Regions from separate parts of the Mus musculus genome. Here region 1 is linked to region 2. Evidence: chromatin contacts called from public Hi-C data. All regions are on one chromosome and are shown on one strand. The core of a region is the stretch at or near the end of the contact, and the rest is flanking DNA. Distances in the headings are between cores, read along the strand shown.

What was found. Hi-C and Micro-C count contacts between places; a contact is called where the count stands out from the background.
Region 1: a Hi-C map of olfactory sensory neurons shows a contact between it and region 2, with 1.8 times the contacts expected there. The contact joins the enhancer-like site here to the promoter of Ptn in region 2. A contact is called at or near these places in 8 of 484 Hi-C or Micro-C datasets (the G1E-ER4 cell line, the HL-1 cell line, cerebral cortex and 4 more).

What each region holds. Positions count from the first base shown.
Region 1 is chr6:36,720,494-36,727,220 of GRCm38.p6, forward strand. The region is part of intron 4 of Ptn (pleiotrophin); the gene reads right to left. Among named protein-coding and RNA genes, the nearest start is that of Ptn, 86 kb to the right of the region's middle. Within about 2 kb of position 2,913, at least 62 of the 459 cell types and tissues checked have an H3K27ac peak or open chromatin away from gene starts, as enhancers often do. A contact at or near this core is called in cerebral cortex, forebrain, neural progenitor cells and 2 more, where this site is marked.
Region 2 is chr6:36,808,593-36,814,418 of GRCm38.p6, forward strand. It overlaps Ptn (pleiotrophin), which reads right to left and starts at 1,587. Exons shown (of 5, transcript NM_008973.3): 1 at 1,302-1,587.

The DNA.
Region 1 (6,727 bases), core at 1,663-4,162, 87 kb before region 2:
TGGTGTGTCAGGGACACTGACTGGCTTAACACTTGGGTATACCGGGTAGAAAATGGAAACATATAATTATTATTTCACTATCTTTCTTGCATAATTGTCATATCTTAACCACACCTAATCACTAGCAGAGATGAGAAATAAATATTTGGCTTTCTCCTTTTCAGCAAGTCTCTTTTTACCTTCCTGAGTCTGTGGGCCAACATTATGGTCTTACACTTAGCAGTGGCTTCCCTACTGACTTCTTCCACCCCGACACAATAGAGAAGACATGTCAATATTTAATATCCTATTTCTGAAATGAGGACTCAGAACATTTGCCATGTTATAGGTGATAGGTAATTATATAGATTGGTTCTGGTAGAAATGCCACATTTCCAATGAGCTCATCACAGTTTTCCACTGCCATACCCGCTAATACTTTAACATCATGTGACCAGTGGAGAAAAAAAAATGTGATTCACAAAATGAGAAGTTTAAACTTTAGGATGTGAAGATTTTTGCATACTAAAGTATAACGTGAATAATTGTTCCTTGTATGCTTCCATATGGATTTTTCTTGGCTTACAAAAAATTATAGACATGGAGTCTTGAGGAAGAGGGAGAGGAAGGATTGTAGGAGCCAGACATCATAAGATAACCCACGGAGGGCTAGAAAGATGGCTCGGTGGTTAAGAGCATTGACTGCTCTTCCAGAGGTCCAGAGTTCAATTCTCAAAAATCACACGATGGCTCACAATGATCTGTAATGGGATCTGATGCCATCTTCCGGTGTCTGAAGAGAGCAATAGTGTGTGTGTGTGTGTGTGTGTGTGTGTGTGTGTGTGTAATCTTTTAAAAAAAAGAAAAGATGAAAAGAAAGAAAGAAAACCTACAGAATCAACTAACCTGGGACAATAGGGACCCACAGAGACTGAACTGACAACCAGGGGACCTGCAGGGGGCTGACCTGGGTCCTCTGTATATGTTACACTTGTGGAACACCTAACATTGGGAGTGGAAGCTGTCTTTTTGCTCCTTTTGGGACCATTTTCCTCCTGCTGAGTTGCCTTGTCCAGCCTTAATATGAGGACAGGCGGCTAGTTTTACTGAAACTTGATACGCCATGCTTGGTTGATATCCATGGGAGGTCTTCCCTTTTCTGCATAGGAAAAGAGGAGGAGTATATGGGGATAGAAGGTGGAGGGGGACTTGGAGCAGATAAGGAGGGGAAACTCTGGTCAGGATATAATATATCAGTGAAGAGTAAATATAAATTATTTTTTTAAAAAGTTATAGACCTCGATGAAATGAAGGCTAAATGTGTTACACTAAATCTATGCTTAAATCCCAATCATTGTATCTCTTGTTATCAATATATCTGGAAACAGAGGCTTTGAAAGATTAATTAAATTAAAATGTAACCTGACTCTGGTGACTAGCATTGATAGAAGAGACAATAAAAGCACAATGAGAACATAGGAGAATAGCATCCATCTACAAGCCAATTGTAGAGGTGTCAGAAGACAGCAGTCTATGAAGACCTTGATTTTTTCAGTCTAGCCTCAAGAAACATGAAGTAAATGCATGCATGTTTATTAAGGTACTGAGTTTGGAATGTTTTCTTATAGTACCACTAGGAAACTAAAATACCACTGAATTAGTGTCAGGCCAGTTAATGTATGTATAGCCTTAAGATCTGCTATAGAGTGAAAATATATGCTTCTTGCTTATTTCAGAAGAAATTTTATTGTAAACATATCTAATTGGTATTGTGAACAACAGAGTCTGGTGCTGAAAAGATGGATCAACAGGCAAAGTGCTCGTTGCAAGAGTACAAACACATGAGCTTGGGTGAGCTTTGTACGGCTGGGCTCTGCAGTGTGTGTCTGTAGTCCCAGCATAGGTTATGTTGGAAACACAGGCAAAGCATAGAGGCTCACTAACAAACCAGCCTAGCCTAACTGGTGATCCTGATTCAGTGAGAGATCCTGTCTAGGCAAGGTAGAGAAGCTAATGAAAAAGACACCTAACCACAACCCCCCATCTATTACATGCACACATATACATATGCATGTGTACACATAAGCACATTAAAATCAAAAGAAGCATACAGAAAGGGAGAATTGGAACTACTAAATGTTTTCTGCCATGTGTAGAATCCAGATCTATGTATGTAGGCATATGATTTATGACATGAAAGCAAGAGAGACTATTTGAGGGTGGGATGTGACAAGAAAGAGATAGGAAAGGTGACAATGGAGATAGCAAGTGAGATACGCAAATCACAGTGCCACGTGTGTATGAAAACACCACAGTCAAATCTATTACTTTGTATTTAACTCTCAATATTCACACTAGAAAATGTCAGAATTTTGTGTTCACTAATATTCACACAAACACATGACATTAGTCTTGTATAGCCATCTCCATGCTGGCACTCCTTGTTCCAAGCAGACGAGACTCAAGTAACCATCTGTAGCACAACAAACACTAGACCTTAATCACCCTCCCTGAATCTTTCACATTCTCTTGACAGCACCCTTCACAGCCGCTGAATTTATTATTCTTGTGTGTCTAGATGAAAGACTGAAAAATAGGAGCTTCTATTTTTCTTTCCAGAATGAAAATAGGTTTAGATTGTCTTACAGAGTGAATATTATGAACACTTTAATATGTGTTCTGTATGTCTAAGCAGGACACCACAGGAACACTTTCACCTGCTCCCAGCCTTTGGATTTCTGGTGAGCTTTTCCATGAATAATGCTTACTCTTCTAGAAAAAGCCTTTGTTTATTCTCTTTCCTTTTGCTGCCTCTGTGTGCTGAACACCAGCCAGTCTGCTTTGATTTCCCCACAGGCTCCCGCCAGCTTTGCATCAGTGCAGAGCTGAGTGGGCCAGCTGGGAGTATGGAGGAGTCCCTCCTGACAGCACTTGTTACCAGGACAGCTGTGCCTCACATCCTGGACAGGCAACAGCGCCTGCACAGATCCCACAGCAGAGCAGAGACAACCTGGTTCTGCCTGGGAGGCCACTGGTATGGCAGGATGGCATGATCTACTGCGCCTCACTGTAGGCCCCTAGTTGGATAAATACAGAACTGAAAGTCATCATTTGGTTTTAATGCAATTACTATGCAAGGAGAAACTTTAAGCCAGGAATTGTTTAATAGGACTCAATCATAAATGGCTCCAAATAGATGTGTCTGGCTGTTTTGAATTATCACAAAACAAAACAAACAAACAAACAAAAAAACCAAAAAGAAAAACAGATTATTGATTTCATTTTTATAAATCTTATATTTTAAAAACTTCTTCTGGGAGTTCTTGGTGTGGAAATCTCAATGTTTGTTTCAAGCTTTGCCATTCACTGACAGAGTAAACTTAAACAAATTGTAACTCCTAGACTGTAAAATATGGTAAAACATCTTTGAGCTGCTGTGAGGATTAAGAGAGACAAGCCATGTTGATGAATTAGCACAACACTTGTCATATATCAAATATCCAATGAATTAAACTGCTTTTATGATATTCGGGAAATGCCAATAAGCTACAAAGAACACAAGAATTAATTCTTGATTCAGAAATTAGAAGGAAGAAATAAAAATCCTTTGGGGAGGAAAACCCCAGGATCCTCAGCACAATAAGTTTTTACTATGAACATTGTTCTATTTTGCTGTCATCCTTAATACTAATTATTATATAGTGCTCTGTGTGCACGGCTAATGAGCCTCCCAAGTGTGGAATTTATCCAAGGAGATGAAAGCAGACATCGAGTAGAGTAAACACCACACATATTTATAGTTCCTTGTCCTTAGGTCTCCCTTTGCAAATATAGGACCAAAATTTCTTGAGTAAGGACAAGATCTAAACACTCAAGAGACCCTTCTTCCTGGTGAGCTTTGAGCAGTGGTATCTCAGCAGAGACTGGAAATCAGGGCATGAACAGCCTATGTGAGCCAGGCCAAGACAGTATAGCTATATATATATATCCTCCATTCTTTTATCCATTCATTCTGGACAAGCCCCATTCACTTATCTCCTGAAGCCTGGAAGATTGGCTTGACTGGTGCAGAGCACATGGACAATGTGTGGAGCAAAGATCAGAAAAAGTCCAGGCAGGAAGGTTCTTGTGAAGGCTGGTAACGATTTAGGTTGTATCTGGAATGCATTACCACTTTTGTATAGGAATCATGGAATCTTGGTTGGAATCTACATAGAGAAGGACCACTTGGAATACAAGAGATCCAGACTCAAACTACTATGTGTGTGTATGTCCCCAGCTCTGCTTATGAAGATGGGATCCCGTCCTAAGTACCTAACATCTCTAAAGCTTTGGCTTCCCCATCTGTGCAACTGGATGTTGCAGGATACACTTTAGGACTTTATGCTTCTCCAGGGGTATCATGTATACACACTTCACTAAGCTATGAACTGCAAGAGTAAGTAACTCATGGCTACAGTTACTTCTGCAGTCACCACAAGTCTTCTGAAAGAAGAGATTTTGAGCCATCTTAAAGTTGGTCATGGTGGTACTCTACCATGCAATACTACCATTAAGGAGAGTAAGGCAAGAGGATTGTGAACTCAGGGCCAAACTGAGTACACAGTGAGTTCTAGGCCACTATGACCCACACAGTCATATGGCTTACAAACAAACAATCAAACAAACAAAAATCCTATATCAACAGAAAGCAGGAAAATCATCTCAAAAATCCTGCACATTTATCAAGCATATCACCTAGAGTCTGCATTTTCATTTTGTCTTTTAAAATAATATTTCCCTTATATTTTGAGAATTTCATGTATATGTACAACATTTCACCATTTCATCTTAACAGCAAGGCTATGTGGTATTTACTGTCAGCATTTGAAGGACAAAACATATCACTTTGACATGAAGGAACAGAAGCAGACATTGAATTGGGTATAATATTATAAGTAGGAAATGAAGCCATAGGTCCTGTCAAAGATTTCAATAAGAAGAATAGCAACAAAATGACAATCTGAGCCAGAACTGAACTGAGAAAGGAGGCATCTCTCTGATCATGAAGAACTCAAGTCCTACCATACCCCATACTGCCTCTTCTGCTGCCCAAGTGGAAGGACTGTGGTCCTCTTCATCTTGCTCTCCAGTCAGAGTAGAGGTAGTGGAGGCAGGTCATGAGTCGTTCTGCATGGAAACTCTATGTTATACGCACTCTCTATAGTGTTAAAATTCCCAGAGCCTAGGGAAGTCTGTATGCTCAGGGAAGCTATTCATCTTCCTGCTGGATGACGACAGCATCCCCTTCCAAAAAATAAATAAATAAATTAAGTGGGAAAAAATGTTGAGGAACTTCTTTCATCTTCAAAAGAATATACTAAAGAAATCTATTTAGAGCAGAGAGCATGGAGGATGCTGGGAATATCACTTTACTGACCCATTTCCCCATTCAATAGTCAGCTGCCAAAAGCTGCACACTGTGCAAAACAGAGCCTGGCTTTTAGACAGTGGCTATTCTTTTGATCTGTAAAGATGAATCATCAAACCTAAGAGAAAGTTGGCAGCTGGCCCAGACAGAGCAAGGTGATGGAAAACTTTTAGAAAGAGCTGGAAGCTGAGGAAGGGGATGGGGTGGGATGGGTGGGAGGGGGAATAGGTATTATCATGAGTAGAGAAATTCAGAAAGAACCTGGCAGCATATTGTGGATCATAGCAGAGCTGGCAGAACAATTTCCATTCATCTCCTCAACCACCTGCAGGATAGACATCTAACTTTATACTTCCACCATGGAGCATCCTGGGAACATTTTGGACAAGTATATAATGTCAGACAAACTCAAAAGCCAACGACCACCTTGCCAACTAAGCAAGCCCTAAATGAACATCAAGATACTACTGATACATCTAATTTAAAAAGCAAGGAGAAGAAATTGCCACATATGGCATAACTCAAAGAATGAGAATAGTTTAGAACAATAATCAATGTCATTTTCAACCTACAGAAAACCCACAGCTTCCTGGGTCTCCCAAACAAGCGCAAGTCCCAGCCTCATCTAGCTAAAGGATCATGTCTGTTTTCTGGCTGCACCACTCACAACAATGAGGCAAACTGTAGGACCATCATCCCTCCTAGAACCTTTGCTTGTCCAGGTCATTTTCTTTTTTTTTTATTATTGGTTACTTAATTTATTTACATTTCAAATGTTATTCCCCTTCCTGATTTCCCCTCTTCAAGCCCCCTATCCTATCACCCTTCCCATGCTTCTATCAGGGTGCTCACCTACCTATTCCCACCTCGTTCCCCTATGCTGGGGCATCGAGCCTTCACAGGACCAAGGACCTATCCCATTGATTCCAGATAAGGCATCCTCTTCTACATATGCAGCTGGAGCCATGGAACCCTCCATGTGTACTCTTTGGTTAGTGACTAAGTCATTTAAGGAGATCTTTGAGAAACAAGACTCAGAAAATCCCAAGTTCTTTGCTGTGGTTCTTTCTAAAGAGTCATTTGCAAGGGGGAACTTTGATTTCCATTTTTTTTTCACTGTTAATACAGCTCAATTAGTACCAAGAGAGAAAATCGATAATTGTTTTAAGGAAGAGGCTTAACTCTATTGTAAATATATCCATTGTCTTGCACAAAACCTCTCTAGGCATAGCTGTCTCCATGAAGTGACAACACCTCCTCTACTGCAAGAGAAGGATGCTAGACTCTAACACATTGTGCCACTCCTGCCCACTCTGAAAGATCAGCCCACTAAATGCT
Region 2 (5,826 bases), core at 337-2,836:
TTGCCTGGGATCGTGAAATTGCTCCATTATGTTGTTAGTTCAAAAGCTTTTCTTTGGTAGTTCCTGAAGTGCCTCCCAGGCCCTTCCTTCCAACACACACACACCACACACACACACACACACACACACACACACACACACACACACACACACACTTTTTAAACTATGCCTGGTAGTTTCAAGAGGAAAGATGCTGACCCACTAGAACTCTGTTACTTTGTTCTCCCCTGAAGTGTGCATTCCTTCTGTGAGGCACCCACTCTACTTCTGAAGTCTCGCTCTGCTCCTACAGCTCCAAAGTCCTTATTACTAAGGAGACAAGAACTAGTTAGCAATCTGTATGTGAGTTACATGTGTGCTCTTGTATTTATATGCCACATCAGATCCCATAGAAGTGTGTGTGTGTGTGTGTGTGTGTGCGTGTGTGTGTGCATGTGTGTGTGCGCATGCACACACACATATTTTAGAAGAGAGGAAAGGTTATGTTTTATGCACAAAAGAAGTGACTTTTCTTCTCAAAATATATTATGGAAACAACTGGAATATCACCTCAGAAATTCCGGGTGTCTGCCAAACTCGTCTTTACCACAACCCTGGCTTATTTGGATACAACTGAAAACGTAAGTGCTTCTATGCCAGTTGGCATCCCAACCAAGCAAAGGTAGACTCCAAAGTGTGCCTTTGAAACTTTGGACTGAACTGTTTCTAGAAGCGTTTCTGGGCTCGTGGGCAGGCTAGGGAGTGCAGGCTGCTCTGGCGGAGATGTTTCTCCATCAGCAGACACAGGAGGGGCAGGCTGCCAGGCATGTACCACACCTAGAGCGGGCAGCAATTGGCAGTTGGCAAGCTCTAGGGCAACCTGAGAAGTGGAGGTAGGAAATGAGACCTGTCTACTGATACACCCTTTCTTCTCTCTCATGCCTACTGGGCCAGACACACCCACCAAAGCTCCAGGTTTTACAAAGAGCACAAATGTGCCCTCTCCCGCGCTTTGCATGCTCTGGCAGGTAGCAGGAATTCGGTCCCCATGCACTCTCCACAGCCCAAAAGCTGCTTTCCTTCTTCCCATCCAAGCACATGCTAGGTTACTTAGCTCATTCCCCCCAAAATTTCCTTTCGGCTGTTTTGCCTTCTGGAGCAAGTCCGTTTTTAAAAGCAGTCCTATTTAGCGGACTCCAGGCAGCCTCTCTCCTGCTCCAACCCCCTCCACGTACTGCAGGCTACCAGAAAAGTGGCTTTGGGGGGTAGGCACACTGCACCAGAGACCCTTTGGAGAAAACCACAGGGTATCTTGCACTTACTTTGGCTTGCAGAGGTCCTCGCTGACTAGCTGGCTGCCTTTGTTGCAAAGTGCGGGCGAGGTTTCTGCAGACTCCAGGTATCGCTGGCTGATGCTCCTGCCTGGGCGGCTGCGCTCTGCTCTCCCCCCTTCTGGATGGATGACTCAGTGCTTTCTTTCTTCCCCTCTCTCCACTTTGGGTTTTCTTGTGCTCTGGGGCTTCCTTGGCGGGATATTTGGACGGGTAGGCGGGGAACCTGATCCTGCCTTCACTCAACTACACCCTGCCGGGGAGGGAAATAGAGAATGGGAGGGACGAGAGAGGGCAGAGAGAAGAAGCAGGCTGTGCGAGGGAGGAGGGGAGTGCTTTGCCCCCGAAATCTGATTGGGAAGCTTATGAAAAGCAGGCTACTCTGGGGGCAGTCTTTCCCCAAACGGATCTGTGTAGAAAGACCATGGGTTATAAGACCGTTTGTTCTTAGCACCCACCCAGCACCATATTTTTTGTACAAACTCCCAAGAACCATGTTTTTCTCCCCCTCCCATGGGTCCATAGCTCGGCTTATCAAGCTGGATATCTTAATTGGAAAATTGACAGCATTTTAAACTACAGTTTTGGTACAGCTTTAAACACACACACACACACACACACACACACACACACACACACACACACACACACACACACGATATTCTATTCGAGATTGGGGGAGCCATGTGCAAAGGCAGCTGTCCCTTGCTCTCCGCCCCTAAAGGCCTCCCTGCAGGGAGTCCCTGCTAACTTCAGCTGACAGTTGCAGCTCACCTCCAGTCACAAAGCTGCAAAGCAGTTTTTTCTGGGTTGTCACTAGGAGTGACAGATCTCTGAAATTTCCCAATTAAATGTCACTTTCCTTTAGGGAATTTTTCCATTCTTGGCTTCTTCGATGCCTTCGGGTCACATATTTTGTGGCATGCTCTTGGCAAAGAACACAGGGGGGTAATCAGTGTGGCTCAAGCTCTGGGGTTTGTAAGAATTAGAGTGGGCTTCCTGGCTTCCTGAGACCTTCCTCTCCTTTAACCAAGGAGAGCAAAGTGACAGTTTTGAGTCACACATAGAAACTGACCAGAAAAGATGGAGTAAAACCCCAATTTGCCCAAACACGGTCAAATTATAAAACTGGCTCCAATTTCTCACCAAAGATACATCTCTTCAACTCAACTTACAGATCCTATGGATTCCGTAGGGTGTTTTAAGCCCTCACATCTTAAGACCACTCCTTTCCTAAAATTACAGCCATTGGTTATGGCAAGTGGTTTTAAGGACTAGGAGTCTTCTATTGGCTGTTACCTGTACCAATGTCCAAGAGTAATCGAGGGACAAAGGTGACCCTGCAGGAGTAGAGCTTTTAGTCCACTAATCTTCGTTTCTGCCCCTCCCCCCACCCCGCCCTCCAACGAAAAAATGGACAGAAATTCACATTTACACCTGATCTGTATTCTTTACAGTCTCTTCTGCTAAACCACCTTTCCACACACAAATTGCACATGCCTTCCTCAAGACCAACTCCCAGGCTATGCACATCCCTGTTTGAAAGTTCATCTTTGCCATGAAACAGTCCATGTGAGTGTTCATCTGGTGTCACCTGTGTACATCATGAACTACTCATAAGCTTTCTTTACTGTGAGAAAAGTTCACCATTTCCTACAGTTCCACAGTGAGCTAAGAAGATGACAGAAAGACTTTCCTTTTTGCCCCTTAATTTTATCTTCATCTTTAGCATATTCCTACTGTCAGTTCAGTAGACCATGCCAGATTAATTATGGTGCTTGTTTCTGGTGTTGGTAAAGCAAGCATGAGAGTCTCATGATGTCAGTTCTATCTCATTTGCTGCTTCAACATATAACATTTTGATTAAAAAGGTATATGTAAAAATTAATTACATCTGTGGTTCTCAAGTGAGAGCAGTTTTATCCTCTAGGAGACAGTTGGTAATGTCTGGAGTCGTTTTCAGTTATCACCACTTGAGGGAAGATAGGACATATCCCGTCAGTCCTCTGGTGAATAGAATGCTACTTAAACATCCTATAGACACCTCTCTATGGCTCAGTGAATACAGTGCTTTCTATGTAAGTATAGGGCTGGAGTTTGAATCCCTAGGACTCACAAAACAACTTAGGCATGCTTGGTGGTCTATTTGTAAGCCTGTAATCCCAGCACTTGGGAAGCAGGATCAGGGGCTTCTTGGAAAACATTGATTAGCTAGTTTACCCAAATCAGTAAGCTCAAGTGATATCGTCTTCTAACCTCATGCACACATATACATACACACATGCATGGGTGTGGGTATGCACACATGTGAGCCTGCCTTAACATATGGACAATACTCACTCACACACAAATTAGTTCTCCCAAAATCTAAATAGGGTCAAGACTGAGAAGCACTGGTGACATTATTTTCCATGGTATTTTGAAAACATGGAAAACACAAAAAGAGTATTTCTTTTCATAAGTACAAATCTATAACAAGTCAATACGTTGCACTTTAAGTCAACAGAGTATTTTCGCTAACGCTTAAATAAAACACTATTAGCGCCTCCTGAGATGCCCTACTTCAAGTTCACAAGTCATAGGAATATTGATTCCAGATTTCTATTTATTTCTCTCACTTGTCTATTGTTGGTAAGCACTTAAGTATTTGACTGGATAGAACCCTGAAGAAAAATGTTAAAATATTGATGTGCAGAAAACGTATGTATGTTCTCCATTAACAAATTAAAATCAGGGACAAAATAATGTGGTTAGCGGCTTGAAAACATATGCTGTTGGGAGACATAAATTTCAGAGATTAAATTTTGAGTGGTGACCTAAAAATATGGAGGAAAGTGGTCATGTAAAAACCAAGAAGAGCTTCCAAGCAAAAAGGGTGCCAACTAGCCCAGCTGGAGAGTTAGCAGAAGGCTCAGCTCATGGGAGGCTACTTCCACTGTAAGCAACTGAACTTTACTCCAAATGGCACAGGTGCCACTGAGAAACGACAAACTCTGACTGGTTTCACAGGGTCCCTCAGCTGGGGTGCAGACTCAGCACAGGAGAGCAAGAATATACCCAGAGTCCCCAGTAGGAGGTTCTGTGATTCTTCCATGACTAAATTTCTCCTCCTGCCCTCCTGCTGGGAGAAACTAACTCCAAAAGCTCTTGCTCTTCAAAGCTCCCAACATTACTGGCTTCTCTGCCTTGCTCAGCCTCTGCAGGTGAAATGAATGACCCCTGGTACACACATTACCAGGCTAACATGCAATTAATGGGAGGTGATTTGAAACCAGGGAAACTGTTATGGCTTACAGTTGTTTGGAAAACGAGGCCACCAATCCCTCAGTGACAGATACCAGGAGGCAGCAGATTTCCTGGACATTCCGCTTGACCGAGGTGTTTGGATTCTCAGTTACCACTCTCCGCTTAACCCATCTCCCTGGAATGCAAAGGAAATTCATCAAGCTACCACAACTCGAAGGCAGTCCCAGGAACATGTCTAACGAAATATATTGTGTGGTTAGTTGCTTTTTGAATCCTGCCTCTTCTCTTTGCCAGCATTGTCTATCAGGCTAAGTGACCAAATAAGCAGATTGTATTCCTTAGACTTTCACCCTGTGAAAAATATCTGGAATTAACTACTTAAGAAAAATTTAGCCTATATGTTTCACATATTAAAATCATACCAGTCAGTCGCTGATTAATCTAAGTAGCTTGAGATAGCGCCCCCCAAGCCTTTTGGTCCTTCCTTACAGAAAACTGTAGACAATAGCTTCCAGACTGTCAAAGCAACACAGAAGAACAAGTGTCATCAGGGGTATCACTCAAACAGACAGAAAACATCAGGTCCAAAATACCCAGTGTGTGTGTGTGTGTGTGTGTGTGTGTGTGTGTGTGTGTGTGAATGTGCGTGTGTGTTGTCCTTATTGTGTGTTCTTGTCAGTGTGGACATATGAACACGTAATGTACAGCTATGCTTTCCTGTGAAGGTCCATGGACACTGCTGGGGCTTTGTCCTTGACTATGTTCCACCTTTAGTTTTAGAAACAAGTTCTCTCTCAACAAACCTGAAGCTTATCAGTTCACCCAGGCTCTCTGGCCAATGAGCTTCACAGATTCACCTTTCTCAGCTTACCCCATGCTGGGCTTACAGGACTGCACCACCACCACCCCAGCCTCAGTGTGGGCTCTAGGGGTTCAAGCTTGTGTCCTTGTGCTCTTGAGAAAGGCACTTTTCCAGCTGAGTCATCTCTCCAAGCCCCAGATCCCACATCATAAAACAACAAAATCCACAGAAGAACAATCCCATGAACATGGCTGTGACAGCTAAAGTCCATATCATCGTGTCAATGTAGGCAATTTATAAACCGTATAAAACTGTATAGCAAAGTTTGATTTCATGTCAAATTCAAATGCTTATCTCATCAGCATGGCCAAGTACCTGGCAAGAGCAACTTAAGTGAGAAGTTTATTTGGCCTATGGTTGGGAGATTTTAGTCCATCATGGTGGTGAAGGAAGGACCAAACAGCTCAG